Regions from separate parts of the Mus musculus genome. Here region 1 is linked to region 2. Evidence: chromatin contacts called from public HiChIP or PLAC-seq data. All regions are on one chromosome and are shown on one strand. Each heading gives the region's core, a stretch centred on a gene start, on an enhancer-like site or on the middle of the called end of the contact. The rest is flanking DNA. Distances are from core to core; before and after follow the strand shown.

Evidence for each region. HiChIP or PLAC-seq counts read pairs in DNA pulled down with a chosen protein or histone mark.
Region 1: an H3K27ac HiChIP or PLAC-seq map of acute myeloid leukemia shows a contact between it and region 2, with 4 times the contacts expected there. The contact joins two enhancer-like sites. A contact is called at or near these places in 1 of 15 datasets of contacts at CTCF or cohesin (pro-B cells), 4 of 484 Hi-C or Micro-C datasets (the G1E-ER4 cell line, the HL-1 cell line, bone marrow-derived macrophages and 1 more), 9 of 115 datasets of contacts at active chromatin or transcription factors (the 230-238 cell line, acute myeloid leukemia, bone marrow-derived macrophages and 6 more) and 1 of 9 other capture datasets (embryonic stem cells).

Annotation. Positions count from the first base shown.
Region 1 is chr13:99,122,325-99,126,478 of GRCm38.p6, forward strand. It overlaps Gm45938 (a long non-coding RNA gene), which reads left to right. Exons shown (of 5, transcript XR_001781030.1): 5 at 1-134. Among named protein-coding and RNA genes, the nearest start is that of Gm45938, 14 kb to the left of the region's middle. Within about 2 kb of position 2,742, at least 85 of the 459 cell types and tissues checked have an H3K27ac peak or open chromatin away from gene starts, as enhancers often do. A contact at or near this core is called in acute myeloid leukemia, bone marrow-derived macrophages, fibro-adipogenic progenitors and 1 more, where this site is marked.
Region 2 is chr13:98,954,071-98,958,423 of GRCm38.p6, forward strand. No RefSeq gene overlaps it. Among named protein-coding and RNA genes, the nearest start is that of Gm35215, 10 kb to the left of the region's middle. Within about 2 kb of position 1,726, at least 86 of the 459 cell types and tissues checked have an H3K27ac peak or open chromatin away from gene starts, as enhancers often do. A contact at or near this core is called in acute myeloid leukemia, bone marrow-derived macrophages, fibro-adipogenic progenitors and 1 more, where this site is marked.

The DNA of each region.
Region 1 (4,154 bases), core at 1,492-3,991, 170 kb after region 2:
TATTTGAAGACAAGAAGCTGGTGTCTCACATTTATGTGGGTTAAGAATTTGAGAGTAGTTGAGCTTGGGGCTTCTTGTTCATCTTCTCTTATTGTAGTCAAAATATGAACGAAGATGGCAGTCATCAGGAGGTTTGGATGGGATGGAGGACCCAGTACCAAGATGTTCTCTTGGGTATTGCTAGGAAGCCTCTGTTATAGGGCTGTCCTGTAAGTCAGCTTCCCCCAGAGCAATCCAAGAGATAGCAAGACCAAATTTTAACTGTAATTAATTGTAATTATAGTTGTCTTTTGTAACCTAGCTTCAAAGGTCACAACAATCATTTTCTTACTGGCCCACCAGTTGCTTCGACCCACCCTATCGAGTATAGGAAGGGTCAACACAGGGTCATGACGTAGGTGGTGAGTTATGGGGCCATCTAGAGGCTGACTATTATAAGATTTGGCAAGAGCCACTTGGGCACAACTAGGAAGGTGTCTTAGTCAGGGTTTCTATTCCTGTACAAACATCATGACCAAGAAGCAAGTTGGGGAGGAAAGGGTTTATTCGGCTTACACTTCCATACTGCTGTTCATCACCAAGGAAGTCAGGACTGGAACTCAAGCAGGTCAGAAAGCAGGAGCCGATGCAGAGGCCATGGAGGGATGTTCTTTACTAGCTTGCCTCCCCTGGCTTGCTCAGCCTGCTCTCTTATAGAACCCAAGACTACCAGCCCAGAGATGGTCCCACCCACAAGGGGCCTTTCCCCCTTGATCACTAATTGAGAAAATGCCTTAGAGTTGGATCTCATGGAGGCATTTCCTCAACTGAAGCTCCTTTCTCTGTGATAACCCCAGCTGTGTCAAGTTGACACAGAACTAGCCAGTACAGAAGGGAAGCTGAGATGGCTTTCCAAAGGAACTCACAGTCTAACTTGGGTATTGAGACACATATGTACAGCATATGAGAAAAGACCGAAAACTAACATTAGGGCTTTGAGTGTAATGAGCAAAATTCTTTATATCAGAGTCGAATTTAGAGCCCTCTAAATAATTACACTTATATAATTATGTAATTTTCTTAACTCTTGAGAATTTCTCACATGTATACACCATTTCTCACACGAAATAGGTCATATCCATGCCAGTCTCTTTCTATATTTCCCATGTCCCTCCATACTTACCTCTTCTAACTCCGTTTTCTCCTCTTCCTCCTCTTCCCCACTGGATTCAATTAGTACCATCTATATGTGCATGCATGTGGGACCATCCACTGGGAATAGAAAACCTACCAGCGACCACGCCCTCAAAAAGCCGGTTCTCCTTCCCCAGTAGCTTATCAATTGCTAGTAGCTCCTCAGTAGGGGTAGGGCCTAGAGAACACCGCCTTAATCTGTGACTGAATTCTCTGGCTGACTTGACCTTGTGCAGGGAGCCACATCTGCCTAAGTACGGTGTGAGTACAATCGCCATCTCGGATCCAGAAGACGTTTCACGTCGCTCCTCCCCACCCTCCAGTTCTTATGTTCTTTCTGATGCAGTTCAGATCCAGGACAAGTGGTGGAGGTGCATATTTTACACACCAAAGAGGACCAGAGCTCCAGGTTCTCCCAGCATCCTTCAGTCTCTATGTATACAGGGCATGGCTGGCATACCCTGCCCTCTACCCTGAATTTTACAGCCCAGGGGCTGGGCTTCCCCTCCCCCATAAGCTCCTCCCGGTACAATCCAGGCATTTTGTGCTCTCTCTCTCTCTCCCTCCCTCCCTCCCTCCCTCCCTGTTCCTCAGTACTCCCACTCTCTTCCTCCCCCTCCTTCCTTTCCCTCCTCCCCCTCTCTCTCTGTATTTTCTCTCCCTCTTGTGAGCAAGCCCTTTCTCGATTTCTGTCTGCCCTCCTCCCCAGCCACTCCTCCCACCCCCATCCCCCACCCCTGTCTCCCTCACCCTGGGCCACTTTCCTGGCCTCATTTCTTGGGACCCTGAAGTCACTCCCCATGAAGGGCTCCCCCTTATATTCTCCAATCTGGTTTGAATTGGCTCATTTCACCAGCAGAGAAAAACTTTCACTTTCTCCCTACTCTTCCTCTGTCTCCTGAGCCTTGGAGGAGCAGGGGTAGGGTTAGTTAGCAAAGATGTCTCTCCTAGGGCTGAGCACTCAAGTTCCTTTCTCACCACATTCACCAGCCATGACTCTCTGCATTAGTGGCCGATACTGTTGAGAGCTGCCCTCTCTGTCCATGGTGGATCAAATTTTGAATATTTAAATTTTCTACACATGTGATATTAGGAGACCATTGGAAACAAATTGAGAGAAGCACAGATTAAAGACTTGGGGAATATACCTCACCAAGCAAACTTCAAATAAAACAAAAGGCAGAGATGGCTTTAACTTGAGGAATGGGCTAAAAGAGTCTTTTCTAAGTTTAAGGGAAAGTCGGTGTTTTTCTGGGCAAGAGAAGCTGGAAAGAGGAGGGGGGAAAACAGAAATGGAGCAAAGTGCTGGTGGCTGATGGAGGAGTGTCTAGGAGAGAGTCTCAAGTGTAAAGAAAAGACCTTGAAAAGAAAAGAGCATTTCCACCTTTGAGACATGGTCTGAGGTGGGTGGGTAAAGAGGCACATTGTTAGGTCACACCGAATGATCTTATATGGTCAGGGGGCGGAGAAGTGGAGAAGAGGGAGAGGAGAGAGGAATGTGGAAGGGCTTTTGGCAGGAGTCTGGCAGGGAGTGACCCAAATACCTCTGGATGCTAGGAGCTAGCTGAGTGAGATCGGCTGGGTCCCTAGGAGCATGAGCAGGCCTGGGGACAAGATGTCCTTTGGCATTGCTCAGCAGGCTGGGAGCAGGAGGACAGGAAATGGGTGGAATGTAACAGCTGCACACACAAATGTCCGTAGCTGGAGATCTCAGGAGACTCTGTGCATCTGACTCCCGTCCTCAGTGAATGTTCCAGTTACATGATATCATTTCTTCCCTTTGAAGATCATTATGAACCTTGGGCCAGGAAGAAATGCCATAATTTGTCACTGAAATGTGTGGTGCGTAATGGAGAAAATATGGAAAGGTCTAAAACTTCAACAGTGCCTAACACGAGGCTGGGGAGAGGGCTCGGGCAGTCCAGTGCTTGTCTTGCAAGTTCAAGGACATGAACTCAACTCTCAGAACTCACATAAAAGAACTGGGTGTGGTTGCATGATTTTTAAAATCCCAGCACTGGCGAGAGGAGGAGACGAGCAGATACCTAGGGCTTGCTGGCTAGCCACCCTACCCTACTCAGTGAGCTCCAGGGAGAGACTCTGTCATAAAAAACTGAAGGGTGAACTCAAGAGAGGTGGGCTGGCAGTTAAGAGTAGTTGCTGCTCTTTCTAGAGGACCAGGTTCAGTTATCTGTAAATCACATGGTGGCTTATAACCTTGGTAGTTCCAGTTTCAAAGGATCTGATACTGTTTTGTTTGCCCATGTGGCCACCAAACACATGTGGTGCAGGAACACACTCACTCATATACATAAAATAATTATACTGAAGGGGAAAAAAAATCAAATTTTAGCTGGGCAGTGGTGGTACACGCCTATGATCCCAGTGTTCAGGCAGTAGAGGGAGGCAGATCTCGAGGCTAGCCTGGTCTACAGAGTGAGCTTCAGGACAGCCATGGCTACACAGAGAAACCCTGCCTTGTAAAACAACAAACAAAAAACAAACTTTAATATATTAGAAAGATAAAGTTGGACTCTGCACACACTGGCAACCACATGACTCACAAATACACACATACCAAAGATGAGCAATTAAAAATTTAGTTACTGGGGGCTGGAGAGATGGCTCGGAGGTTAAGAGCACTGACTGTTCTTCCAGAGTTCAATTACCAGTAACCACATGGTGGCCATAACCATCTGTAATGAGATCTGGTGCCCTCTTCTGGTTTGCAGACATACATGCAGGCAGAATACTATCTACAGAACAAATAAACCAATCCCCCCCCCCAAAATTAGTTACTGACTAGCATTGCTTCAGATCATAGTGTGTATAGATGGTATCAATGCCCACTTCATATTCCAGTCTGTGTAACGAAACACTGATCCTCATGTTCTTCTGTAGGTAGATCTTATCACAGACTATCTAGTGTCAATCATTCTCTAAAACAAAATGCTCAAGAAATTGAACTAGAATTAAAATAC
Region 2 (4,353 bases), core at 476-2,975:
CTTCCAGCAACCCGCGGCTACTGGCATTTCTCAGATGTCTGGGCAACACTCAGATTTGAAGTTATTAGCCTTAGCTCGTTGGTTCTGCTCATTGGCATATTTGCCTTCAGATCTGTTCTTTTCTCTTTCCCTGTTCGGCTCCATCTCACAGTGAAGAGTTTCCTTCAGGTACAATGTCCCTGACTCTTCTTTCAGCCAGCTTCCAGATCGCTCTGTCTGCTGTGGTAAAGGATGGAAGACCCCATATTTCTCTCCTTTTTACATCTGGGGGTGGCAGCTGTGTTTCCTTCACCATCCTGGAGTCCATTGGATGTGTCTTTTCTCTTGCTGATAGAGCTGTGATACTGTGCGTAAGGGATTGTCTCACAACCCTGTTTGGAGTCTCAGTTTTTGCTTTACTTATATTAGCCCCCCCCTCCCCCACTCCCTCACCCCCACCCTCTTGAAACATCTCAGTTGCTTTAGAATTTCCTGGACCACAGCTAGAAAGCAACAAAATCAGAAATTGGACAGGAAAGAGCAGAAAGACTTAAGGTTTAGTTTTAGGTTTGCCCCTTGAACTGGACTCAATGGTTGTCTGAAGCAAGACTCTCGAGACTTGGTCCTTAGTCAATCTAAACAACTGGGTGCCCCAGCACCCTCAACCTTGTGCTGAAGGCCGGGAATATTGCTGAAGAGTTACTAGTCTGTGGTCCACACTGAAGGCTAAAAGACACACAGTCTGATACACCAGTAAAGGATGTAGCAGTGGCGTTAGCCATGACAAATGTGTTCACCATCAAGGAGTGGAGTCAGGAAGGCAAAGACAGTGGGAGAGACTGTTTTTGACTAGGGCATCTTTGGGTCTGCTCTCCCACTGGGAGGTATTGTCAGCACTGGGTAGAGGGGCTTCTCTTGGTTAATTTTTCCCAGAAATGCTCTCACAGAACCCCATCAAGCTGACAGTCATGATTAACCATCACTACAAAAACAAACAAACAAACAAACAAACACATAAAAACAAAACAGGAGTGGGCTGAAGAGCTGACTCAGTTTTGCTAAGTAGCCGATGAAATTATCTTCAAGGATCACCCTCACCGTGCTCAACTAGAACCTCTATAATCTTGGGCCTGTAAAAATCATTTAGTGTGTTTAAAAAATCATGCCTTCTCCTTTTCTCTCATGTAAGAATTTAAAAGGACTTTAAAAGTGAAAGTGTAAAGCCTTTGGTTAAAAAAAGAAGAAGAAGAAAGTACTGAGAAAGGAAGCTCTTTCAATGACTCCTCAGACATTTTCTCACAATGACCGTGTGTGCCCTTGGACTTCATAATTGTTTACTGATAGTCTGATGTCTGTGTCCCAGTAGTTCCCGTCCTGGCAGACACCAGAGTTAGTGTTTGTGTGGCCATGAGTCATAGGGATGTCTGCATGCAGGGTTTCCCTCTTCCCAACGCTGAGGCCACACCTGCTCTGGCGTCTCCACTCCCTGCTGCAAATCCGAGCCCAGGTTCAAGCCCAGCAGTCTTGGTCAGTATATGAAAGGAACATTATGAATGAAAAAAAGAAATTAAAAAGAAAGGGGGAGAGAGGGGGGGGAGAGGGGAGAGGGGAGACGGGAGAGGGGAGGAAAGGGGTTGTTCCTAAATATGGTGGAGGAGAAAGTTCATTACAGATATAAGGGAGACACAGCTAGAGGCAGACACATCTGAGTGAGTTCAGAATGCTCATAACCCTGAACCACGTGGGGAGCCAAATACAGCAGCCAGGAGGCCAAAGGTACAAAAGGAGGGGCAGGTAACCATAGAGTCTGGATGACTTAGGGAAGAGCCGCTGGGGGAGGGGAAGCCCAGCCCGTGGATTGAAGAGTCCAGAGTAGAGAGCAGGGTATGCCAGCCACTGATAGAGACTGAGGGGTGCTGGGAGGATCTGGAGGCCAGTTCCCCCTTCACATGTTAAATAGGCACCTCTGCCATTTGTCCTGGGTCTGAAACTTAACACGTTATGTCTACCCCGGCAGCCTTTACGGTAAATATTGTTAATTGCGCTTCTCCTCAGGTGAGATGTTTCAGCCAGACTCCAAGCTGAGAGGTCCCTTTTCCTCTCACGTCTTCATGGTTTCCTTGTCTTTCTTTTCTCTGTACTCTTGTGTATGTTTGAGATTTCCATAACAAAGAATGTTCCAAATGTACCACTGAAAAATAATACAATATATTTCACACCCACATTTAGAATCTTGAAAATATGCTGAAGAGAGTGTGGGTGCCTCAAGTAGCTGCCTTGAGTTTCCTCAGTGTGCTTAGAAGGTTCAAGAGAGGACACCAGAGCTTTGAGGAGATAGTCATTTGTGCACCGCAGTACCCAGGATGTTGAGGAAGGAGAATTGCAAGTTTAGGGCCAGCCTGGATTACATACATAGCAAGACTATTTCAAAACAGAAAAAGATCCTCTTTTGGGTTTTTTTTTTTTTTTTTTTTTTTTTTTTTTTTTTTTTTGATACTTGCCCTTATCACACAAAGCTTCGTATAACACCATTTCTGGAAGATTCTTAGTAAGCAAAATGTTAATTGCATCCTTGGACATCCTGCAAAACAACTGTGCTCATTGATATGGGTCCCGTGGCACTGCTCAGGGATTTGCTGACGCCCCTGATTTGTAGACTTCCAGGAAGTCACTAAGTCTCAGCTGTGGAGGTTCCTTCTGTTAGAGGACTCACATTTTATTATAATTTTATAAGGGAAACAAACACACTTTTTATGCAGTTTTAAGTGCACATGTGAGAATGTGTATGTATGCAAGATCAGAAGTGAGCCTTAGGTTCACACCCCCAGGATACTGTTCATTTTGTTTTCTGAGACAGGCTCAATCACTTACCTGGAACTCACCAGTTAGGCTAGACTGGCTAGGCAGGGAGCACCAGGGATCTGACCCCTTCCCCATTGCCCAGTGTTAAACGTCCACTTTTTTTTTTTTTTTTTAACATAGGCTCTGGGCATCAAATGAAGATCTCATGTTTTCAAAGGCAGTTACTTTACAGATAGAACTATGTCCCCAGACTCCCTATTTTCTTGTAATTCATATTTCTCTAATTATCACTTTTTAAAAAAGGACAAAGTCTTACTCTATGGACCAGGCTTGCCTTCATAGGTAGCAGAGGCTGGCCATGAATCTGCCTCAGGAGCCACCACACCCAGGTTTATCACAGTTTATGTTTGATTCACAGTCCATCCAGGCCAACATACTGTAATTAGTCAGTGTTACTCTTTCAACATATAATTGCTCCACACACAAACACACTCTCTCTTTTTCTTTGCGATTTATTTGTCAAAGAAACAGGACCATTTGTCCTGTGCAATTACTGATGGTCTGAGTGTTCACCTCTCGAATCCACTTGGGTTCTGAATGTTGCATCCTCCCACAGGTTCATACGTTGAAATGTTGTAGTTTGTTTATGTGTCACACCGGGGATCAGACTCAGAGCCCCTGCACGATGGATAAGCTCTTTACCACTGAGTTGCACACACTCCCAGCCTCTATGTTGATCCTCTCATCCCTTAAAAGACAGAACTTGGAAATGAGGTCTTTGAGGAGTGCTTACATCAAAGAGACAGAGCCTTCTTGAATAGGATTGGTTCCTTATAAAAGGGACCCCTGAGAGACACTTCCATCTCCTTCCCCTTGTGAGGACAGACACGGTAAAGATGGCTGTGCATGAACCAGTCAGCAGACCTTTTCCCGGCTCTATACGTGTGCTGGTGTCTTGACCTTGAACTCCTAAACCTCTAAATCCGAGGAATGCTTTTCTCCGTACTTTACTCTAAGCAGCACACTTACTGGATTTTGCTGGAGAAGTCTGCGTGGCTAAGCTAGACCCTTGTGACAGTGTGATCAGCACGTGCTTGTTCTGTGTTTCTGTAACTTGTTCCTGTATTTCTGTACGATTGGGACATTTATCTTTGGTTGTTTGGCATGTGGTGACTTCTAATGTGATACTTCAACCTGAACATAATAATGTTTATAAGATGGTTATATTTAGGTCATAGAGTTATTTATTAGCTGGGTGGTTCCTGAAAAGATAAACTTCCCTGCACAAAATATAGTGGTCTGAGAAATTGTTTGGGTAAAAATGTTGAGACATACTTGAATCTCTTTATCTACCAGTCTTTGAAATAATGAATTATTTCCCTAGTATCTTGCAGATATGAATGTTAAAGGACTTCTATTTAGATATGTTAAAATTGATACAATGGGCCAGGGTCACTGGCAGGCCGTCTGAACTAGCAAAGTCTGGTCTGAGATAAGCAGGGGGATGGAGATGCATGCCAAATCAGGTGTTGTGGTAGCCATAGCAACCATGGTAAAGACAGTCTACTGTTT